Regions from separate parts of the Sus scrofa genome. Here all the other regions are linked to region 2. Evidence: chromatin contacts called from public Hi-C and HiChIP or PLAC-seq data. All regions are on one chromosome and are shown on one strand. Each heading gives the region's core, a stretch centred on a gene start, on an enhancer-like site or on the middle of the called end of the contact. The rest is flanking DNA. Distances are from core to core; before and after follow the strand shown.

Region 1 (2,742 bases), core at 85-2,584, 480 kb before region 2:
GGCTCCCCAAGCCAAGTTCTCTTCTCTGCTTCTTATACACACATAGAGTCCCAAATCCAAGGTACAGCAAAGGACAAAGAGTCAAAGACTCTCTTAGGAGACACTGGGATCTAAATGGAAACCCAATTCCCCTCCAGCCACCCGCCCCAAATAAATATCAAAGCAACCAGAGGCACACCCGTTGGGACAAGAACTAAGGGAAAGAAAAAAAGAATAAAATGTGATAACCCCCACCCCAATAATGGTTTCAAATTCATAAGGGAATATGCCAAAAATCTCAAATGGCTATAACACCAATTGTAGAAGGTTAAAACCTATGAGAGAGGGAGAAATAAAAGCCTTGCATGTTCAGAAAAGGCCCCATCTATTTAGGGAAGTTCCAGGAAAGCTTTTTTAAGGTTGGATGAGATAGATTTTCAAATGGTGGAGATGGAGAAAGGTACAAGGCAGACAGCAGGCTGGGCACAGAGAGAGAAGGCTAAGATAGCAATGTCTGGGAGAAGTGTCCAGTTTGGCCCAGTATTGTAAAAGGAATGTGGAGGAGAGGCGTGTGGGGTAAAAGTGAAGTGTTTCAGGACTGCTTCTTACACGAGCTGGGCTGGAGGTCTAGGCACATAGATCTCAAATCTGGGTGTGCAAAGGAACCTTCTCCAAGAGCCTTATAAACAATGCTAACTTCCTGGCTTCTTGTGCAGGAATTCTGGGGAGTAGTCCAGAATTTTGTTTTTAATGAGGACTTCAGGGTGATTCCAAAGCAGGTGGCCTCTGGCACATTTTGGGAAAACCAAGCTCCCTGAGGCTCATGACTGGTGACTGGTCCTCAGACTCTTCAAGCTCTCAAACCAGCAGTGTGCAGATAACATTCTGGAGACTGAAACATGGAAGAATAACTGTCCTTTGGGGATTCAAGCTACACAAACTTCTCTTCTGCAGGTTCTGTACATATGTTCCTGAGCCTCAGTCTATGCAGTTATTTACTGCTCAGAGCCTCCACACTTTGAGTTTTATTCAGCCCCATCAGCCTCTCTGAACCCTCACTTAGCCACTGGGGTAAGAAATACCATTTTCATTCTATTTGTGAGGAAATTTAAGCTAAAAGAAATGAAGTGAATGCAGACTAGTGTCTGAAGTTAAATTCCATATTCTTTCTCTAAAAATATTTGCTGCCTCATCTCAGGCCCCCTAAATGAAAGATTGAATATCTTACTTAGGACTCTTCCAACTTATTTTCTGGTTTATTTTTAAGATCAGTTTGAAAGCATAATCTCTCTCTCTCTCTCTCTCTCTCACACACACACACACACACACACACTCTCTCTCTCTCTCTCTCCTTTCCTCCCTCTATCTCCTCTGCCCAAATCTTTAATTCTAATCGAAAATGTATTCATTTTTCGGTTCTGAGGGTACAGTCCAGTTAAAAAGACCCTACTAATACAGATTTTGCACTGTACTGAGTAATTATCATTCCTTCATCCTTTAGGAGATATAGGATAAATATGAAAGAAAACAAGGAACAGACTCCTTCCCCATTTTCTTTCCAACCTTTTATCTATCTCTAAAGTAGGAAGTTTACTGAACCACTGCCAACAATTCACTCAGCCTAATGAAGTGTATAAGTAATAGGATTAAATAATCTTAAACCATTATTACAGCGGCCTGATGCTGACATTCATCCAAACTCTGGCAAACACCAAGTGGTGAGTTCATGCTTGATTTAAAAATAAACAAACTAGGGCAGTGGGAAAGTTCTAGCATAAAGTTTCAGAGGCATGTAACCTGGAAATCTGAGACTCTCCATTCTGGTTAGGGCTGAAGCAACTTCTGTCTTATGTCTAAACTCTCCAACCAAAATTTATGCAATCCAGTATTTTCTAGGGATGTTACTCTGGGCCCTGTAGTCACATATGGTTAAACCTCTCATGTCAGTCCCAAAGAAAGCAGTTCTTTGAAGGCATCATCAAGGCTCATGGTTTCTATTCCTGCCTCTGACATTAATAAACCATATAACCTCAGGCAAATCAGTCAGCTTTCTCAGGCTTTAGGTTTTCTCAGCTATAAAATGACGTTATTGAATTTCTAAGGTTCCTCCTGGCTCTTAAAAAGCATTCTATCTCTATGACAAGAGAAAAAAGTAGAGTTTGGGATAGCAGACTGTGGCAAAAGGTATGTCTGGCTAGGTCTCTATTATTCTGGGCCATCTTCTTCCAGGTGGGAGCCTTACTACCCTTTCCAGGGAGGGCCGTATAGCCTGCAGGGATGTGGTGGGCAGTAATGAAAATCAGCAAAGGGCTAGGGGCTCTATAGGGGAAAAGGCTAAATAAAATCCATCAGCAAAGGACAGTGCAGTAACTATTCTCCCACTGAAAGTTGAGCTGTTGTATAATTACAGGGTGATGATATAAATGCCTGTTAAAGTGAGAGGTGCTTTCCAAAGCATATTCAATCCTCCAATCATTTTGCTCCTGAGTTAATTATCCCTGTAAAATTTTATAGCATTCTTCACTTAGATCATTTACCCTTTTAAAGGTTTACCTAGGTATTTTGTTTTTGTTGCTTCTTCATAAAGATTTTTTTCCCATTTTATTTTCTAAATGTAAATTTCTATTTTGATTTTGCTAGGTTACTAATAAATAATTTAGGTTTCCTTAGATTTTCTTAAATAATTATCATATAATTCATACATATTTATACACCCTAGTCTTACAATTTTGAGTGAAAAAGTCTCAGAAAAATAAGTATGAT
Region 2 (2,976 bases), core at 232-2,731:
GTATCTATACTACACACACACACACACACACACGCATATATACACATATATACATACACACACAAAAAGAGAGATTTTAAAACGTGTTTTCCAAAACTTCAACAATAATTTTCACTAAAGAATGAATTTGGAGAGATTTCTATTCTCTTCTTCGTACTTTTCTTCATTGTTCGAATTTTCTCTGGTGCTCAGAAAACATTTTCTAAAAAAATAATAAAACTACTTAAAAATAAAAGTGAACAAGATAAAAACTTAAAAAGAGAGAAAAAATAAAAATAAAACCACACCCACCAGCCCATGCATTTGCCCAAACATGCTTTCTAAACACAAATCTTACTTCCCCAACAGCTTCATCTGGTATACACACAATACACTGTGAGAGGGGGTCCCTCAATCTTTAAAATTACCCCCTCCTCTTTTTGCATAACTAGTAAAAATCCATTACTGTGGGTGAAAATATTGCAAGGACAATGGACTGTACACCAAGATGAAGTGATTGCTGTAGGCTCAGAGCATCTTCCAATAAAGGAGCAAGAGCCATGGAGGCCTCTCATAGGACGTGTTTCCAGCCCCTCTCACTGCCCTTAGCCAGGCCTGCCACCTGGCCCCCTCCAGTGGCCACCCCAAAATCTCACCACCATACTCCAGACACACTGTCTTACGAAACACTGGCTTCATCCAATGTCATCTATGTGGCTGTTGTTGAGACAGTTGTTTAAAAAAAAAAAAAAAAGAGTACAAGCACTTGTAAATGTACAGTGCTCAACCACAGTGCAGCCAGTGAAGACCTTCTTGAGCTGTACCAATGGTGGCAATATCTATTTTGGTTTAGTTTCAGTAATGATGATGATGATAAAAACAGCCCACATAATAACAACTATAGCCCACCCACTGGACACACCGAACCTGACACAAGTTATAAAAAATACAAAAAAGCAAGCTCTGGGAGTTCTGGTCATGGCTCAGTGGTAACGAACCCAACTAGGATCTAAAAGAATATGGGTTCAATGCCTGGCCTTGCTCAGTGGGTTAAGCTGTGAGCTGTGGTCGAAGACATGGCTCAGATCCCACATTGCTGTGCCTGTGGTGTAGGCCAGCAGCCGTAGCTCCTATTGTACCCCTAGCCTGGGAACTTCTGTAAGCAGCAGGTATGGCCCTAAAAAGCCAAAAGGAAAAAAAAAAAAAAAAAAAAGCAAACTCTCTCCTCCAAATACAGCACCCTGCATTATCATGTACTGTTAAAATAGAACAGGTTTTATTAATAATAAGAGAAGGTATTAGAGGTGGTTTTTATTTTCTTCTTTAGCCCTCTGAAATTTCCAATTTTCCTGCATGAGAACGCATTGCTTTTATACTTTAAAAGGGGGGAGGGGAGTGGTCATTTTAAAAGACACGTAAACAACCACTGCCATAAATAAGCCAAGGCTCTTCTTTCACAGAGTTTAAACATGAGCCTTCCTCGCCAGGGAGCCTGCAGGGGATATTCTGTAACTAGGTCACCGGATTTCACTCCATCACAGTAGACCTCTCCAAATGTTCACCAAAGCTACCAACATCTCTTGAGGTTAATTTTTGACAACTGCTGAATTGAGCTAAAAGTAACACATTTATTCAAAAAACATTTAGGGAATGCCTCCAATATTCTTGGCACCGCAGGAGACATCAGAATTGGGGCTGCCCCACCCTCTAGAAGCTTACAGAGGGGAAGAATTACACACACGCATAAATAAGAATAGCTCAAGGTACAATGCGACAAGTTCTAAAAGTGTTCCCACTCAAAGCAGTGTGGGGTTCTAGGAAAGAAAAGGTTATTTCTAGCCACTGGGATGAGGGACAGAGGTAATGTTTCACCAGGGTAAGAAGGGAACAAAGGCTGGGATCAGGCAGATCCTGGCCCAGGGTACAGTTCAGCTGGCTGGAGCCCAGGGACAGTAAAGAGTGGCCTTAATTCTAGAGAGAAAGACTGGCATCAGATGATGGAAAGAACTCAGAGTGCCAGGCTGAGAGTCTGGGTATACTTCCACCAAAGCAAGATGGAGTCCCTCTGTATGTGTACTGTGTACATAGTCATCTCCTCAATTGAAACCATTCTCTTCCATGTAGTAGTAAATTAAGTCAGTGAACAAAAAGTAACGAGGCTATAAACATATATCCAACTAGTGTAAATAAGCCACAATAGGCTCAGGAGTAAAATTGTTGGATGTGACTATGAATACACCAAACTAGAAAACACACTACTTCAATGCTGAAAATCTGGTATGGGGGCAGGAGGGTGATGAAGGGAGAATGAATTAGGAAGGAAGATAGCAAAACCAAAGTTCTTTCTTTTGGTTGCTCCCAATGATCCTAACCAAAGTGGCTCATTCCCATCCTAACGCCACTGATATCAGCATCTATATCCATTCCTGTAGCACCCTCTCCAAAGTCAAAGACACCTCAAAAAAGGCACGAATATTTTTGGTGTGTAAATTCTGCCTCTTGATAGAATAAGACTGAGGGTTCGCTGGGATCAGAAGAAGGTATACATATCAACGAAAGACTAAAGAGAGAGCTTTTCTGTCATTAAAGCACTGATTATGGCTGAACATTGGAATCCTCTGAAATGCTTTTTTTTTTTTTTTTTTAATGCTGAGACCTAGGGTCCCATCCCCACCCATTTAAATCAGAATATCTAGAAGGCAGGACCCAGGGATGGTTATAATTAAAATCTCCCCAGGTGATTTTACTGTGCAGCCAGGACTGGGAGTCATTGCTAAAAGTCTGGATAAAATGCTCGCAGGAAAGCAAGACAGCAAATAAAAGAACTGACTGTTCAGCTCAAGCAGTGCAGTATTCCCAATCACACACCAGCTCCTTTTCAAGGCTTCCTTCCCTGTGGTTGGGGAGTTCAGAGTGAGCTTTTTATAGAGGGGTGTGATTTTTCCCCTTTTTCTGTCTGCAGATGCCACAAGAGGGTCTTCTGCATCACGTAATCAA
Region 3 (2,700 bases), core at 67-2,566, 500 kb after region 2:
AGACTTGAAGGATAATATTTTAGCAGATTTTGAAAAGTGGCCTGAGTTTTTAGGCCTCTGAAGGATCATTCTCATTAATATCGAAAGAATAGTTTTTCTTTTTTTTTTTCTTTACCATAAACCCAACGGCATACATTTCTTACTTTGAGAAAAGAAATACATGTGTGTGTGTGTGTGTGTGTGTGTGTGTGTGTGTATGGATGTATGAAATCGTATTCCCAATACTCGGGGTAAAAAACATTATTATTGCATAGCTTCGAGTGCCTGTTGTTTCCGTAAGAGCCGAGCTGGAAAAAATGTGTGCTAGCTTGTGGTAAAACCGCACCAGCTGGCAGGCTGCAGCTATCAAAGTAAAACTAAATATGTGTGTCCTAAAATAAGACTATAGTGGACAATCTTACATTCATTAAATCAATTTCTGTTTGCTTTTTTCTCTTCCCTGCAGGTTTTAAGCAAAATTTTGGACTGTGAATCAAGGCATTGGGTAAGTAAATTGAATTATATGCTTTAAAATTTTGTGGAGAAACTGTTTCTTTCAAATTTGCCAATGCGTGTGTTTCTGTGAACAGTGCCACTTTTCCTTAGATGAGATAAAGGAGAGTGTGTTGCCTCTCCATCACAGCCAGCCCTGCCCCCAACCCCTTTACCCTGGCATTGGACTATCTTAACACTGTTGTGTGATCATTCATTTCCTTACTCAGTTCTTGGTTCACGCTAATTTCACCACCTACTGTGTACCAGCAATGTGCTTGGTGCTCAAGATACATTCAAATAATTCTGAAGCCTGGTAGAGGAGAGACAGATGGTAGCTAGGATAATGAAATGAGATACTGATGAGAATAGCTGTGATTTATGAGAAATTCCACTAATTTTTACAACCCCATGGGTATTACTACTCCCATTTGGGGGAAACTCAAGCCCAGAAACCATAAAACAAGCTGCTCCAAGTCACACAGCTTGCAAAAGGTATGGCCAACATGCTAACCTTCAAAGCGTGCCTTCTCTCCTCTGTCATACTCATTGCCTCTCAATGCTGGTATCTGGGAAAAAAAAAACAAACAAACAAACCGAAAACATTCATCCAATATTCATTCCCTCCTCTTTCCCTTATAGGGGTTTCTATTAACAAATTGGATAAAGATTATTATCTCATTTTTATAGACGTGGAGAGCAGTGTCCAGACATGGGTCATGAACTGTTCAAAAGCAAACACAAGGGAGCAGGCTGGCCCACCTGCTCTGACACTCCTGGGAAGAAGGAACTAGGTCCTGGAGGAGTAACAGGATTTTAACCTTTTCTTTCAGGTGAAGGAAAAATGGCCTCGCCGGCTGACAGCTGTATCCAGTTCACCCGCCATGCCAGCGACGTTCTTCTCAACCTTAATCGCCTCCGGAGCCGCGACATCTTGACTGATGTTGTCATAGTGGTGAGCCGAGAGCAGTTTAGAGCCCATAAGACGGTCCTCATGGCCTGCAGGTGAGGGATCTGGAAGCAGAAGGCAGATGATGGCTGTAAGGGGTATGCTAGTGCCGGCTGCCAGTGCGGAGCGTGGGGGCCCCATTCCGGGTTTGGGATCACGTCTCCTGTGTCTCCAGATCTTTAGCACTGTCCTGGCAGGGTGGGTTCCCAGGAAGCAAATGAATGACCACACTTTTAGAAAAGAAAGCATTTCTATTCGGTGGGAATAGAGGAGAAGAAATCATATACCATCTCCAGAGATGTGTTTGGGGCAAATCTGGTGAATGACTTCAGTGAACCAGTGAAATAATGAAAAGTGAAAGAGAGTTATAAAATATTTTAAGCAAGTTAATTTGAAATCTTTTGCTCTTTTATTTTCCTGTGATTTTTATTTTATGCCGTGACTATACTTCCACAGGTCTTTCAGAGCATATGTAAGTTGGTGAAAGTGATTGACAAGTATTCCAAGGGTTCAGAGCAGTTTTATGTTACATCATCTCCCTGGATCTTCCTAGTGGCCTGTGTTGTAGGTGGCATGACTAGCTCTGTTTTGTAGATGATAAAATGAAGACATTCATAGGTGAACTGATGTAGAGCCAAGGATCCCAATTGCTAGTAGAGGCTTATTCAACACCTACAACGAGCACTTTTTTTTTTTTTTTTTTTTTTTTTTTACCAGCAGAGAGAACAGAGGTTTATAGAGAGATAAAAAGAATAGATAATGCTCACCAAGTGCTTACCATGTGCCAGGCATCATTCTGTCCCTTTTACATTTTCATTCCTGCCACAACCCTGTAAGATAGACAGCATGTTTCGTGCTGGGCAGATAAGGAAAGCAAGGTGCAGAGCAGTGATGTAACTTACCCAAGGTTGCATAGCTACTTACGGGGTGAAGTCCAGTTCATTTCTGGCTGCTCGCTCAGAAGGAGCAGAATTCAGATGTCAGTCGAGAATTCTGGCCTCTAACTGAGTGCTCTTTCCTCTTCCAGACATCATGGTTCCTGGAGGCATGGCTTGACTTTGACTTGGCTCTCCTTGGAATATGGATCTTGTAATAGTCTATGGACTTTTAGAGAGTCAGTAAACCATAGATGGCAGGCGTCATTTTATTTATTTGTTATCAACACCCAACTGGCTTCTAAAACAAACACTAAGAATTTAAAATTAAGGGTAATGTATTGGAACAAGAAGGAAAATGCTTATCCCAAAGATAGAGACTAAAATAGTTACTACAAATGAGTG
Region 4 (3,055 bases), core at 30-2,529, 260 kb before region 2:
TAGTGTTGATTTCACCTAGACAAAGGAAAAGGAAAAACAAGCGTGAGCCAAGAGCTCAGAAGAGTGGTGAGAACTGTTTGTTTTTATGCAACAACCATCAAAGATGTAAATCCAGTGGTCCGATTTTTTTTTTTTGGTCTTTTTAGGGCCACACCCACGGCATATGAAAGTTCCCAGGCTAGGGGTCGAATCGGAACTGCAGCTTCTGGCCTACACCACAGACACAGTGACACAGGATCTAAGCCAACCTACATCACAGCTCATGACAAAACTGGATTCCCGACCCACTGAGGAAAGCCAGGGATCAAACCCATGTTCTCATGGATACTAGTTAAGTTCATTACCACTGATCTACCATGGGAACTCCCAAGTGGTCTGATTTTTAATCTTCATGGCAGCTGATCCACAGAGCAGTTAACTTATCCTTCACTCACTCCTGAAGTGCTTTTTCCCTATATCTTTGGAAGGCTCTGTCTCTTGATTCTCCTTCCACCTCATTATCACTGTTCATGACATCTCTAATGGTTCCTAGGTGTCTCCAAGAGATATCAAAATCTTGGCCCAAGGGCATAATCCACTATTTTAGATAATGTCACTCAGTATCAAAATTTTAAATTTGGATCTACTCATTTCTAACCAAGTCTATATTAAGTCAACACTTCATCCTTGAACCCCAGACTCAAATATGTAACTGTCTACCCAACTGCTATTTGGAAGGCTAAAGGTCAGCTCTAATCTAACATACCTAAAACCAAATTGCTGATCAAATTCTCATAAAAAAAAAAAAAGAATAAACCACAAAACTGTCTTGCTGTCCTCCTGACACCTCACCAAATTGAATCTCCATTCTTCTCATTACCTAGTAAAAACCTAGCAATCCCCCTGGAATCTTCCTTTGCTCTCATATTCTACATCTAATCTGTCCCCAAAACTTGACATTACCATCAAAATATATCTGGAACCTCACTACTTCTTAGCAGGTGCCCCATACCTGCCCACCAACTATCATTTCTAGCCTACATTCTATCCTCCATAAAGCTGCCAGAGGGATCGCTAATGTAAGTTTGATCACATGACGAGGTAATGGTTCTTGGTACCTCCTGCCCTTATCTTTTCTCGTTCCCTGTAGATCACTCAACTCCAGCTTTACTTGGCTACTTCAGTCTTTCTCAAATAAGCCAGGTGCCAGCCAGGTTCCTCTCCCAGTGCTTTCATACTTCCTCTGTCTGGAACACGCTTTCTCCTGTTCCAAATATCTGCATGGCTCACTCCCTCACCTATCTGAGATTTCTGCTCAGATATCACCTCCTCATAAAGCCTGCTCTAACTGCCTTATATAAAGCAGCCACAATTAATCCACTCCAACCAAAGCATTCCCTCTCCTTTTGTCTGCTTTATTTTTCTCTACAGCACTTATTTCTATCAGACGTAAATGTTTACTTGTTTATCTGCTTATGATGCCTCTCTCCAGAGGAAAAGTAACCATTTAAGGAAATACATTCTGTTTTATTCATAGCTGCACCCTCACTCTCTAGAGGAGACTTGTCACCCAACAAGTGTTTAATACATAGTTGTCGTGATAATGAATAAATGGCTCCTCTTGTTACTCTTGTTGGAGTTCTAGAAATAAGACTCAACTTGAAGAATCCAATAGCATAGAAAGTGATGTAACAGTGTAAGCACTTCTAAAAGTGGCTTGTTGATTTAGAATCAAAGTAACATATTATATGTCACCATAGATTTGGACTGTGAGTCATAGACTATTAAACTTGGGAGGCAGCTGTGCTGGACTAGAAAGAAATAGGAGTCAGGTGATGATGGTTCCAGTCTTGGCAGTGCCACTGACCTACTGCATGACCTCAGACAAACAGCTTCATCCCTGTGGGCTCTCCTAGTTTACCCGTATAAACAACAATCCACCTCAAATTTCTTAACATTTTCTAGTTTGGTATGAAATTCAACTACTACTTGTTCAAAAGATATCCTTTCTGAGTTTGTGTAGAGATCATTTCACTGTTGCCAATTCTACTTTCAAGTCAGGAAAGAAGTCATTTTGAAATGGCACACCTTTTTTGAAAAAAAAAAAAGTTATCTAATTTACATCTAAAGCAGGAGATAGAAGCTTTTTCCTCTCCATGCACCACACTGGACGTTAGATGTTATCAGCTACAACACAGAAGAAATGAGTATTCAGGATGCTAAACACTTCCAGAAACCCACAGGCATATGTGAAGACACATACACACAAACACACATGTGAAATTCACACATGGAAAACAGCTTGCAGTCTTCCTTCAAATATGCTCACTTCCTATTCTTGATATGCAGCCACACAGAAGCATTTTCTCATAAGTTGTAGAGATGACCTTTAGAAATACACCTCCCTCTTTATTCCTCAGCCTGCAATCCCATGAAGATCAAAGCCAGTTTGTTCTTCTGCATTAACATTTCTGTGATCAGATATAATGTGGCACCTTGATTCTATCTGCATCAAGGCCTCTTCTCACAAGTGACTCACTTGGTAGAAGTTCAGGCATTGAACACTGCTCTGACACGGTCTCCTTTGAGGTTGATTCCACCTTGATGGTGTTACAAGCCAACATCCTGTTTAGCTGCTTTCCTCTGCAACACAACAGGTAATTGGAACTGACTGAACAATAAATCTCAATTTCCTTGTTCCATCAGGAGAATCTTTCAATTTACTAGGCTCCTTCTATTTACTAGCTCCTTCTCAGCTTTACGAATCATTCCCAAACAAGTACACAAGTTAACTGCCCACTTTTACATTAAAGGCACAGGGAAGTGGTGTCGATTCTTTCGTTAGACTTCTTAGATCTGTTTCTGCAGGACCCCAGAGAAAGCTGGCTATAGCACTTGTATTGAATACATGAAGAAACCATCTACTTGCTCACTCAAACTCCTGTCAGCTCCAGAAGGCACAAGTTCCATGTACCACTGTGCCAAGAAACAGGCATGTCTTTGTCCTCCTAAGCACCCCTTGCTGCTACCAAGTTCCAGTTTATAAAATCTGAGACACCTTTGTCTGATGAAAGCC

The links. Hi-C and Micro-C count contacts between places; a contact is called where the count stands out from the background. HiChIP or PLAC-seq counts read pairs in DNA pulled down with a chosen protein or histone mark.
Region 1: a contact with region 2 is called in an H3K27ac HiChIP or PLAC-seq map of skeletal muscle. The contact joins two enhancer-like sites. A contact is called at or near these places in 1 of 47 Hi-C or Micro-C datasets (embryonic fibroblasts) and 2 of 2 datasets of contacts at active chromatin or transcription factors (alveolar macrophages and skeletal muscle).
Region 3: a Hi-C map of skeletal muscle shows a contact between it and region 2, with 4 times the contacts expected there. The contact joins the promoter of BCL6 here to the enhancer-like site in region 2. A contact is called at or near these places in 3 of 5 promoter capture datasets (fetal liver, liver and skeletal muscle), 12 of 47 Hi-C or Micro-C datasets (embryonic fibroblasts, epiblast stem cells, fetal skeletal muscle and 6 more) and 2 of 2 datasets of contacts at active chromatin or transcription factors (alveolar macrophages and skeletal muscle).
Region 4: an H3K27ac HiChIP or PLAC-seq map of skeletal muscle shows a contact between it and region 2. The contact joins two enhancer-like sites. A contact is called at or near these places in 1 of 47 Hi-C or Micro-C datasets (embryonic fibroblasts) and 1 of 2 datasets of contacts at active chromatin or transcription factors (skeletal muscle).

What each region holds. Positions count from the first base shown.
Region 1 is chr13:126,367,278-126,370,019 of Sscrofa11.1, reverse strand. All of the region lies in intron 8 of LPP (lipoma-preferred partner), which reads right to left. Among named protein-coding and RNA genes, the nearest start is that of MIR28, 86 kb to the right of the region's middle. Within about 2 kb of position 1,334, at least 7 of the 83 cell types and tissues checked have an H3K27ac peak or open chromatin away from gene starts, as enhancers often do. A contact at or near this core is called in skeletal muscle, where this site is marked.
Region 2 is chr13:125,884,231-125,887,206 of Sscrofa11.1, reverse strand. All of the region lies in intron 2 of LPP (lipoma-preferred partner), which reads right to left. Among named protein-coding and RNA genes, the nearest start is that of LPP, 100 kb to the right of the region's middle. Within about 2 kb of position 1,481, at least 12 of the 83 cell types and tissues checked have an H3K27ac peak or open chromatin away from gene starts, as enhancers often do. A contact at or near this core is called in fetal liver, fetal skeletal muscle, liver and 1 more, where this site is marked.
Region 3 is chr13:125,388,479-125,391,178 of Sscrofa11.1, reverse strand. BCL6 (B-cell CLL/lymphoma 6) reads left to right here and starts at 1,316. Exons shown (of 8, transcript NM_001315701.1): 1 at 1,316-1,476. The coding sequence starts at 1,316.
Region 4 is chr13:126,142,870-126,145,924 of Sscrofa11.1, reverse strand. The region is part of intron 5 of LPP (lipoma-preferred partner); the gene reads right to left. Among named protein-coding and RNA genes, the nearest start is that of MIR28, 140 kb to the left of the region's middle. Within about 2 kb of position 1,279, at least 5 of the 83 cell types and tissues checked have an H3K27ac peak or open chromatin away from gene starts, as enhancers often do. A contact at or near this core is called in skeletal muscle, where this site is marked.